Regions from separate parts of the Mus musculus genome. Here region 2 is linked to region 1. Evidence: chromatin contacts called from public Micro-C data. All regions are on one chromosome and are shown on one strand. The core of a region is the stretch at or near the end of the contact, and the rest is flanking DNA. Distances in the headings are between cores, read along the strand shown.

Region 1 (5,217 bases), core at 1,483-3,982:
AAAGTGGGAGATCCATTCTCCTCTTTCCCCTCTAGAAAAAGCAAACCTCAGTTCTGCTGAGCCTTTCTTTTGAAGCTTCTAACTCTGCTCTAGATAAGACATGTAGGTAGGGAGATGGCAAGACATCTCCAAACAAAGAGAAAGAACCCCTGAAGTCTACTCAGCAGGTACACCAGCCTGGGAACAGGCCACAGTCATAAATAATACCAGTGAGTCAAGGTCTCTCTGCTGGAGTCATCCAGGAGCTATTGTAAATGCTCACACTGCTCACCTCACACAAGCCTGCTTCTTGTTCCAGCTTCCCCTTCCAGAGGAGACCTGAGAGTTGGAGTTGGCTCCATTTGAAGTTGAGTTGTGGGTTCAGTCATACAGAGTCTTACACACACACACACACACACACACACACACACACACACACACACGCACGCACACCATGCTCAGAAGCATAGCTGAGGTGAGGGAGATCATCTCTGGCTGAGATCCATAAGGGAAGAGGTGGGAACCCAACATCGGGGTGGCACCTGCCATGTCTAGCACTGGCCACAAAGTAAGAAAAATGGTACCAAGAGCATCCTCCTTAACAACTTTGAAAACAGATGTTCCAGGATGCAGTGGCTTGCTCAAGGTCACCATGTTGGCACATGATGGAACATTAGGCCAAACTGTGACCACAAGCACGGGACCCCTCTGCAGCCTGGTGGTACTCACCATCCCCATGGGGACAGAGTTCAACAGGCCCTCCTTAACAGCAGGCAGACTGAGATCTACTCTGAAGACTTGGCTACCCCTACACTACCTGCAAGCTCAGGCCATTCCAGCTCACGAGTCCTGCTAAAGAACTCCAAGGAACTCACAAACAGCTGACACACGACTCTGTGTGACTCAGGCTAAGCCAACTCCAATCAGAGCTGGTGGGCACGATTCCCCTCCTGCACTGAGTCACCAAAGGCTAAGCTGCAGAAATTCTCTATTCGACTCAACCACCTACTTAGCCACAGCTGCTCCATTAGAGGAAAAGGGAACACAGGAGCTAAAACCTCTGATGGCCTTGTCCACAGCCAAGGGCAACCAGGTGTGACCTGAAAGTCCTTCTCTCCCAAGAGATGGACCTAACTTACTAGATGGTATAATGTGAGAACCGCGGGAGGTGCAAGATGTTTAAGCTCCACATAGCCCACCAAAATAGATACTAAAGTTTTGGTACCGTTTTTTATGGAGCCATTGCAGGGTTTTCTCAGTCCCTGGCAGTTTTTTTGTTAAAAGGGCAATAACAGTCTTTCTTCTTCATCCCCACTCAACCCAACCCAATCCAACCTGCTTCTTGTTCACAACTGAACTGCCTCCCATAGTAGAAATTTCCTAATTCACATGTCCCATTAAACTATTTCTAAGGAGGAAGAGAAAAGGACAGAGGGAGAGAAAGGAGGAGGGAGGGAGGGTGAAGAGAGGGAGGGAGGGAAGTTTTCAAAGAATAAAACCCACTTGACTGCTACTGGGTCCGAGTAGCCTCAAAATTGAACTTGAACACAAGATAGAGCTGTTTGGGCTTTTAAAGAGGATGAAGCATCAGGCTTCCTTCTCAGGCGGCCGCGCCCCTAGGGGAGCAGTCCTGACGTACTGCGAACATCCCTTCAGAGCCCTGTCTGCACAGGTTTAAATGTGGCGGAGGCCTCTCTCCAGACAGCTGGCCCCTCTAGACTGTGGCCCCCAGTGCACATCACCTGTCTCTGCCTTTCGGTCCCCAGATGTGCTTCCCTCCTGGGAGGAAGGGCTCTTCCACTCTAGCCCCAAATTCACTGAGGAGCAGCCCCAGGGCTGGGAATTAAATCTCGGGCGCGAACGTTCTGCTTCTCTAGCCAATGTTACCGTCAAGGTCACGGGCCCGTGGCCGAGTGTCTGAGGCTGGGGTCTCCAGCAGCGCCGGAGCCTCCCCGTGGGGCTGCGCCCTAGGCGCGCTCCAGGCGGAGGGACCCACCGAGCTGGCCTCGCTGGCTCTTCATTAGTGCTCGCCTCTTCAGCTGTCCTGTTACCTCCGGAGTTCTGGGGCATCCTGAGCTCCAGAAGCTGAAGCTCAAGTCCAACCTGTGCAGGAGCTGCCGTGCACCCTTGACGCGCCAGAACGTCGCCGCCCCGGGCCTCCGTCGCCAGGCAACGATGGCTGGAGCGGCAGGAGGAGCCCCTGAGCCAGCGCAGGTCGTGTGGACCCAGAGAAAGCGCCGCCTTGCACGCTTTCAGGCCTTTCAGGCTGAGGCGGGGCCGCGCAAGCAAAGTTGCCGTGGCTGTCCCAGGGATGCCATTCGGGGAGCAAACAGCGACTCACCTGTCCCGCGTGGGCCGTCGCGCGGACTCGGCCCCTGGATTTCCGCCGAGTGGCCGTGGTCCCGGACGGGTCGTGGGTGCACCGTCCTTCCCGAGGGCAAGGGGAGTCAGGCAGCGACAGGCCCCAGCTGGGGCTGGGGGACCTGGAGCTGCGCGCGCCGGCGCACGCGACTCAGCTGGCTTGTCGCTCCCTCCGTCGCCGTGAGTCCCAACCCTGCTCCCGCCCTCCGCTCGCTCGGGGCTCTAGGGAGCCGCCCCGGGGCTCAGATCCCGCCGCGGAGGGAGCGCGTGGCTGCGAAGGCCCCGGCCGAGTGCCGTCGTCCCCGTGCCCGGTCCGCGTCGGCTCTGCGGAGCGGAACGGAGCTGGGCGGAGCGCGGCGCGCGCTGTTCCCTCGCTTTCCGAAAGGCCACCCTGGCGGCGGGGCGCCGTGACGCAGGCTTGACTCACGCGCGGGCCCGCGTCAATGCGAGGCTCCCCGGCTGCGTGCGAGGCTCTGATGGCGGACCCAAACAGAGTGGTGGGTAGGGAGCAGGAGAGGGGTTGCCGAAAGAAGCCTCTTGAGATCCGAAGGCTCTCTTTAGGCATCTGCTCTCAGGAAAATAAACTGCCATGGCCAAAGGCCTCCTGAGCCGAGGACCTCACCTGTCATTACAGACTCACCTTCTTTTGACCCTCTCAGGATTCCAGTCCCACTCAGTGGTTATTCTTTCCATCTCTACGTGGATGGTGCCTCGATTCCCACCTTTGGCTGCCCCTTCCCCCTGGCATTCTTCCATCCTATCACCCCACAAGGCCAACCTCTACACAACTCAAAAACCTGACAGATGAGTCTAGTGAGGGCAGTAAGAGAGAGGGAAATTGTGACTGGGTACCAAACAGGTGTTGAAGGATGCTGGCCCCAAGGGATACGTAGACAAAATGAGGAAAGGCAGCCATTGTGGAGGGAATGTATTTATTTGCTCAGGGTGAATGCAAAAGTGTAGACTATGTGCATACAAGTGGTTGCCTGAGCAGAAACAGCTGGCGAATGACAAAAAGTGACAGGGCCTGTCTGGCTAGAAGTGCTGTTCGGGAGTCTGAAATAATTGTCTCTGCTCTAGAGGACCTTTGGTATTTCCAAACAAGTACCTGTTTGGAAGGGGTGGAGGAAGTGAGATCATGATGGAGACCAGAAGCAAGTACTGGGATAGTCTGTACTTCAGTCTAACTAGCTGGCTGGCCACCGATTTATGGATGATGACTGAAGACACAGAAGCCCAGGGGCCAGAAACAAAGCACATGTATTGCAAGTGAAATGATTCAGATTCGGATCAGTTTCTCAAGTCCTGTGGGAGGGCTTCAAGTTTAGGGAAGCCTAAATGTTTTATAGTGGACTCTAAGAAAACTCACAGGTGATTTGCCCCTACAGAATTTTTATCATAATGAACAGCAAACAACACTTCCCTCCACCTTCTCTGTTCTCTGAAGCAGATCGCTATGCAAAGATCCACCAGTTTACTGTGCAAAGATCCTCCAGTCCTTACTGGAACAAAAAAAAAACATCAGTTCCTTGGCCCGTGAGACATCTGGACATGAAAGATACCCATTGAGAATGATCTCTGCCAATAGATGGTTCTTTTAGTTAACAAGTATTTAGCAAGTCTATTGTTTGCTGAGCACTGTTGCAGTCCTATGGATGTTACAGGGAAGACCCATCATGATCCCTGCCCTCACAGAACATATGTTCTGGTGGACTTAACCAGGAAATCAGCAGGATGGAGGTACACCGAAGGAAGAAGTGAGTAATGTAAGAGGTGTGGAGGAGGTGAACAAACCCAGTGAGACAACTGAGATGCAGAGAGGGGGCGAGAGGAAGGAGAACCTCAGATAAAGGTGGTTTTAAGGAAAGGAGTTTTAGAGTTTGTGTAATGATTGCAAAGAACTTTTGAGCCCAGTGAGCCTAAGTTTTTTTAATCTAGATTGTCATCACTTACATACCCTGAGTAGGATTTATAACCTAATGAGCCTAACGGTGCATACTGTAAGAAAATGCAATCCTATACAGTTGCTGTTATGATCACATAAGATGATTATTTTAAATTATTTGATGTCACATGTGCTTGATAAATGGCAATTATTGGGTGACTGTATTGTCACTAAACTAAACAAAAAAACAAAAACAAAAACAAAACACCTAGGAAGAAGAAATTTGGGGAAGAAGGTAAGTATATATATCAGATAGAAGTCCCTTGTCTCATCATAGCCACTTGCTGACAACCTTAATCCTGAATAGGCTCAATACCTGGTTTCTTCATGCAAAGTTCTCGGTGGGGGGGGGTGCGGAGGGGGGAGCGTGAAGTCACCATCTCCCTCTACCTTCTCGGTCGCCAGCCTTGGGTGGGCTTCTTGATTCCCAGTGCCTCTATGTGGCTTTATGAGCCATCAATTCCTCTCCTCAATTAAGGCCTCCTCAAGTTTCTATTCTCTTAACCATCCTGTGTCTACCCATTGCCTCCCTGGTCTTTCAGAAACCGCCTTGGTCCTCAGAGCAGCTACACTCCTTTCCTCCCTCCCATCCCTGGGAGAGCAGGGGAGCCTTCCCTGCTGTCAGAATCCAAGCCCTTCTTAGCCCCTGGGTCCCATGGCCCACAGCTTCTTGACAGCCTGAGTCAACCTTAAACATGCTAGACTCTCCTGCCACTGTGTCTTTCTCGGCAGCTTTTAAGCATGTTCAAATATCTCCTTTAAAAGTGGCTCAACTTTCTTCTTCCAAGTTCTCTGTCCCCATTTCCTCCTCTTCCCCTCACTCCATAGCCAACTCTCCTCTGTCCTGAAGTCAAGATGGATCCCATCAATGGCCTCTGACTGACTAAATCCACAGGGCATTTTCCAGTCCTTGTTTTATTGACCATTCTCTA
Region 2 (5,217 bases), core at 1,289-3,788, 570 kb after region 1:
CCACACATACAGGCAAAAGCCAAAGGGGACCACTCCATCAGCTCCAGGATTTCTGGTGCTTAGTCAATCACCTTTGACTGGGAGCATCCTCACTCACTCACTCAAGACTGCCTCACTAGGCCTTGACCCCAAGTAGAAGATGCTCTCAAGGTATAAGCACCTAAGGGTCTCTGGTTCAGCAACAGAGTAACCAGCACAGAGCTAGTCCCAGGGCATACACCTAGAAGACAGATGCGAGCACAGAGAATCTATCTCAGTACAGTACAAAGCCTAGATAAGCACAGTCAGCAGGATAAGAATAGGCCAGAGGCGGTTAGTCAGGGTGTCAATACAGGCAGCTATAAGGAGTTGATAACACCCAATCAATCATCGAAATGTCTTTCTTTTAGCCATTAGACTTGAGAGTTAAAGACACATCCCTGGAAGCACAAACTCTAGTAGCTAAGTCCTCACCAGGATGGACCACAGGGCCAGCTGCAGATGGTGCAGAGATGCCCACTTAGGTCCAAAGGATGCAGCGTACATAGCCCACCAGCCATTTCAAGGGCTCCCCACTCTCCTGAAGAAATTCACAACACAGGCCTGGAACAAGCCAACAGGAAGGACACTGGCAATAGGTGTTAGCAATCTGGTTGTGTAGGTGTTAGCAATGCATGACCCCATATGTCAGACCTCACCACCCCACTCACCAGGGAGGGAGTTCTAGATCTAGGGTCTTGGAAAGAATAAGTAAAGGCAAGTCTAGCCTGAGTCTGCCTGGTACCAATCAGAGTAGCCAGTCCGCAGTCAGTCCCACACCCTCCCCACTCCATTCACATACACTTCACACGCAGTCTTAGCATCTGCACAAGCTGACACGTGTGCATATACATCTCGTGGGCACCCACATCCACACCCACTCCTTGTTACGGAGGGCAGCACCCCTGACATGGAAACCTCAGGCACCCCCTCCCACCTCCCTCCCTGCGCCATCAAGTCAGCCAGTCAGCCGGGGAACCGGGGAACCGAGGTCGAGAGGCATCATTGCAGAGAGGGTGCTGCAGAAGGGGACCTTATCGGAGGCACTCAGTGGCCTGGACAAGAGGAGGGGAACCCATGCCTGAAACCAAGAACTCTCACCTGGAGCGGCAGCGGAAGCTTGCAGGCCGGCCCGCTTCTTAAAGGGATATTTGGCCTTGGACTTGCCTGGGCCAGGATAGGATGCCATGGCTGGGGCCAAGGCGACAGCGGAGGAACCTCACCGGCTGGGGCCAAGCTCTCCCACATCCAACCCCTTCCTCCGCCCCGCCCCCAGCGGGAGTGACTGATGCAGGAAGCAGCGCCCCGCAGGCGGAAGAGGCTCTGGCCACGATTTCTGATGTTGTCTAGGCAACCTCGGGGAGTGGGGCCTCCATCCTGCCCCTTATCCCTCTCTTCCCACTCCAGTCTTTAGAGTGCCCTGTCTGATGGTGGCTAGGGCCGGGGTCGGGATGCAGAGAAAACAGATGGAGCAGCACCAGCTCTAAGCTCTTTACTACCCTCACCCCACCTCGGGAACCCTCATCCCTTGCCAAGGCTCCAAGGCAAAGAAGCCAAAGTCCAGGCTAGGCTGGTCCAGCCAGCCAGAGAGAAAAATAATAGGCAAGAATACCGCCTGAGCTCCAACCTCAAAACCCATTTCCTCCAGGGAAGGAACAACGGTACTCATGAAAACCCAGAGCCTCTGGGGCAGAGCCCCCCTCTTTTCTTCTCCATCTGACCCCTGCTCTAGGGACAGCCCAGCTCCGGGAGGAGGCAGAACTGAGAATTCGAGCCCAGGAGGGAGGGGCCTGTCTTGGGAAAATTCCACTGACCGGCAGAAGCTGTCTCCTAGGAAGACAGGAAGAGTAGGAGGCTGGGTCTTGTCTGAGGTCGATGGGAAAGACCCCAGCCTACTCTGACCTGTCGCTCTGCCTGTACACTCAAGATCTGCTTCCTTGGACCCTTCTAGGAGCCGTTCACGTCCCCTAGGTCTTGCAGGCATTGCCAAGACCCCCCACCCACTTATCACCCGACCCAGGCACCTCTGCCTTGGAGTCCCTTTATCAACCACACACGCGCCACACACTTACCTGAGGCCATGCTGCCCAAGTCCCGCGTGGACCAGGAAGGCAGCCTACGAAAGTCTGCACAGCGAGGGAGCCGGGCTGAAGAGGGGAGAGGGCCCCCACCGGGGCGAAGTCGCGCCACTGGCCCCTGCACCCGCACTGAGAAGCGGGAAGGAAGGCAAGGTTTTCAAAATGGCCAGCTGGCCGGGGGGCGGACTCCCGCCGACTTCAGCGGCCAGACTGACCTCAGGAGACCCCGGAGTCGCGACCCCAAGCCTGCACTCAAGAGGAAACAGGCCACGTGCTCCCCAGAAAACCGGACCCGGAATTCGCCTAGGGTTCTTTCACCACTTTCTGGGAATCAATTAGGGATCCGGCTCCTGTGGCCGGGCTACGGGGGAGTCACGCAACAGGTGCGACCCCGCCGAAACCTTCCGGGCTGCGCGCCAATCTCGCGTACCCCAGGCCCCGCCAAGTCCGCGGCCACGCCCCGTTCGGCCACGCCTCTTGGCCTCCTGGCCACGCCCCAACCATTTTCCCAGTTCCCTTACGCCACGTGGGCAGCCTCCGGACCAGGGTTGGCCTTGGCTTGGCCCTTTGGTCTTGGGCGATTTCTGTGCGTCAGTTTCCTCATCAGTAAGATGGGATGAGGCAATGGAAACACCCCATCCAAAGAAAGGAGTTACTGAGGACTGAAGGTAAATCCCCTTTGCACAATGTCTGGCACAAAGTCAGGTAGCTATTATTAGGGTCCCAGAATCCATTTCAAGCAGAAGCCCTGCCCTTGAATTCTCCGCATTCCCACCTGAATCTATTTCCTTCTATCAGTCATTGGTAGGCAGGATGTGCCCTTCAAAGCCGGTTCACCATCCCACATTAATTTCTATGTTGACGTTAGACTAGCCAGAATGCCTAGGTTCAAATTCAGACATCTCCACCTACTTTCTGACTGATGGTGAACTTCTCTCTGGGTTTTACTGGTTAACTTTGGCTCTTACACCCGCTCTGATGAAGATAAAGGAGATAATTATAAGTGCTTAGACTTGTGCCTGGCCTGTAAGTTACTTCCCAATCAGTGTTCCTGGAAGATTTCTTTGGCCTGGGATCACTATGGCCAGCTCACTGATTTCTCCTTGTGGGTTATGAGAAATTGGGCTGTTTGAATAGGGCCACAGACACCCTCTCAAACAAGGATTCCTGCCTCCCAGGGGCAGCCTGTACCTACAGGAACCCTGAAAAGGAAAGTCCTCCCCTTTATCAGCAGCAGTTGGTCCCTTCCCTCGCCTCTCCCCTGGGGGAGTCTTTGCCCCCTCACCCAGCTGCTCTGAAGTCTCTCCAGCTGCTTTCAGTCCCTCCTCTCCCCAACTGGAACTCTGAGTCCTGATCCCCCATCTCTATCTGCATCTGATGTGGCCTCTAGGGAGTCTCCTATCCGCTATACTAAAACAAACTTTAAAAACTATTGCCTTAGGCTGGGGGTGTCAGCTCAGGGGCAGTATCCCTCTGCCTTACATGCGAAAGCAAACCCCAGAATTGCAGAAAAACGATGAAAATACAAATTTTTAAAAAACCCTACAGGTGGCCTCCATAAACTTGGGAGACCAGTGGGTTATGGGAATCCAGCTCACAGAGAATCAGACTAAAATAGAACAAGGAGAACCTTATTCTTACACCGTTACGTTTAAATATCAAAACAGGAACCACTAAAAGCATCGGATACAGGTGATGGTGTACTGAGCTGGGGCACGCATTATGTGGCTGTAAATACTAATATAATCTAAGAACCGTTTGGCAAAATAAAATCAAGTATCGCTATAAGTTGCACTGTTTTGACTCAGTAATCCACTTCTAACAAGTCTTTTTTTTTTTTTAACTCAAAAATAATTTTATTAGAGTTTAAAGGAAAAGCCCCAGGGTGTACAAGTTGTAACTCTCAGCTTCCTGGAAGAAGAGAAGGGAAGGGAAACACACGTTGGAAGAAAGAGAAAGAAAAAAAAAAAGTTCTATCTTTCTGAATTAGCTCAGGAAGGTAGGAGGGCCCAGAAAACCTCATAGGGATTTTCTCAGGGTGTACGAATCACAAATCTGTTCTTAATTAGAGGGTTGTCAGAAAAATATCCACAAAGTTGTTCAATATTGCAGTGTTTACCACAGAAAATTTGGAAACATAAAGGCCTAGCAACAGGGGAATGTTAAATGAACACAATGAAATATAACCATTAACACCGTTCTTGGAGAATTTCTTTAATTGTATGAAAATCTTTACAACATAAAGTTAGATGCAAGAATGGAGTCGAAGAACTACACAGACAGGATGGTCCTAATCATGTGATGTATATGAAGTACACAGAGGAGAAACAGGCAGAAAGTTACCGTAGAAATCAACAAGAATCCAGCAGAGCTCTCCAATCACCTGCAGTCTCCCTCAGACTCAGCAAGTGGGCTATTCTGAATACAGCCCTTAGACATTGTAAGACTGTTGGCTTCCGAGAGTGAACAAAATAAATCCCAACATTAACGATCAGGTACCATGTGACCATATAGATGCTCACTTACATTCTGGTAAGATGCAGATTTTGACATAATTTTAAAGGGTCACAGCCTTATCCTGGGCCAGGCCTCTGTGGATCCCCTAATTCAGATCTACCCAGCCAATTGGGTGGCAATTCTGTTCTCCACCCAAGCCAGGCAAACCAGTTCGTGAGAGCCTTCATCTTGAAGTCCCACCAGCAACAACACACCCTTTAGTCTATAACCATCCCCCACCCCCATATTTCCAGGTCACATGGTTTTCAGTGGTTGCTTGGAAGTCTGCCCTGCTTCCAGCTAAGCCTCAGTCCCCCACCCACTCAACCCAGGCAAGACTGTGTGTCGAGAGCAGAGTTTGGGAACTGCAGGCCTGAGTCAGCCTGTGGCCTTGGACTTCCTGGTACTGAAGCCTTAATGCTGGGATCTTCCCTCCAAAAACAAACAGCCTTCTCCTCCCAGCCTATTTTCACCATGGCTTCTCAGTGGGGACCTTCCCGAACCCCTCTCTACCTCAGCACACTCCTGTTTTTTCTGAAGAACAGCTTCCCTGATTTCCTGACCTTCGTTTCCCTGGTGATGTCAGCCTGGCTAGGGTAGACATGTGTGAGCAGATACAGACTCG

What was found. A called contact is a pair of places that touch in the nucleus more often than the background predicts.
Region 2: a contact with region 1 is called in a Micro-C map of embryonic stem cells, with 5 times the contacts expected there. The contact joins the promoter of Ampd2 here to the promoter of Slc6a17 in region 1. A contact is called at or near these places in 1 of 39 promoter capture datasets (cranial neural crest), 1 of 484 Hi-C or Micro-C datasets (embryonic stem cells) and 1 of 115 datasets of contacts at active chromatin or transcription factors (large pre-B cells).

Annotation. Positions count from the first base shown.
Region 1 is chr3:107,515,286-107,520,502 of GRCm38.p6, forward strand. It overlaps Slc6a17 (solute carrier family 6 (neurotransmitter transporter), member 17), which reads right to left and starts at 2,733. Exons shown (of 12, transcript NM_001293689.1): 1 at 2,321-2,733.
Region 2 is chr3:108,084,128-108,089,344 of GRCm38.p6, forward strand. Ampd2 (adenosine monophosphate deaminase 2) reads right to left here and starts at 2,539. Exons shown (of 18, transcript NM_028779.5): 1 at 2,091-2,539. The coding sequence starts at 2,100. It overlaps Gm12500 (predicted gene 12500), which reads left to right and starts at 1,849. Exons shown (of 1, transcript NM_001358018.1): 1 at 1,849-3,884. The coding sequence starts at 2,099. The coding sequence ends at 2,716. It also overlaps a transcript of Gnat2 not described here.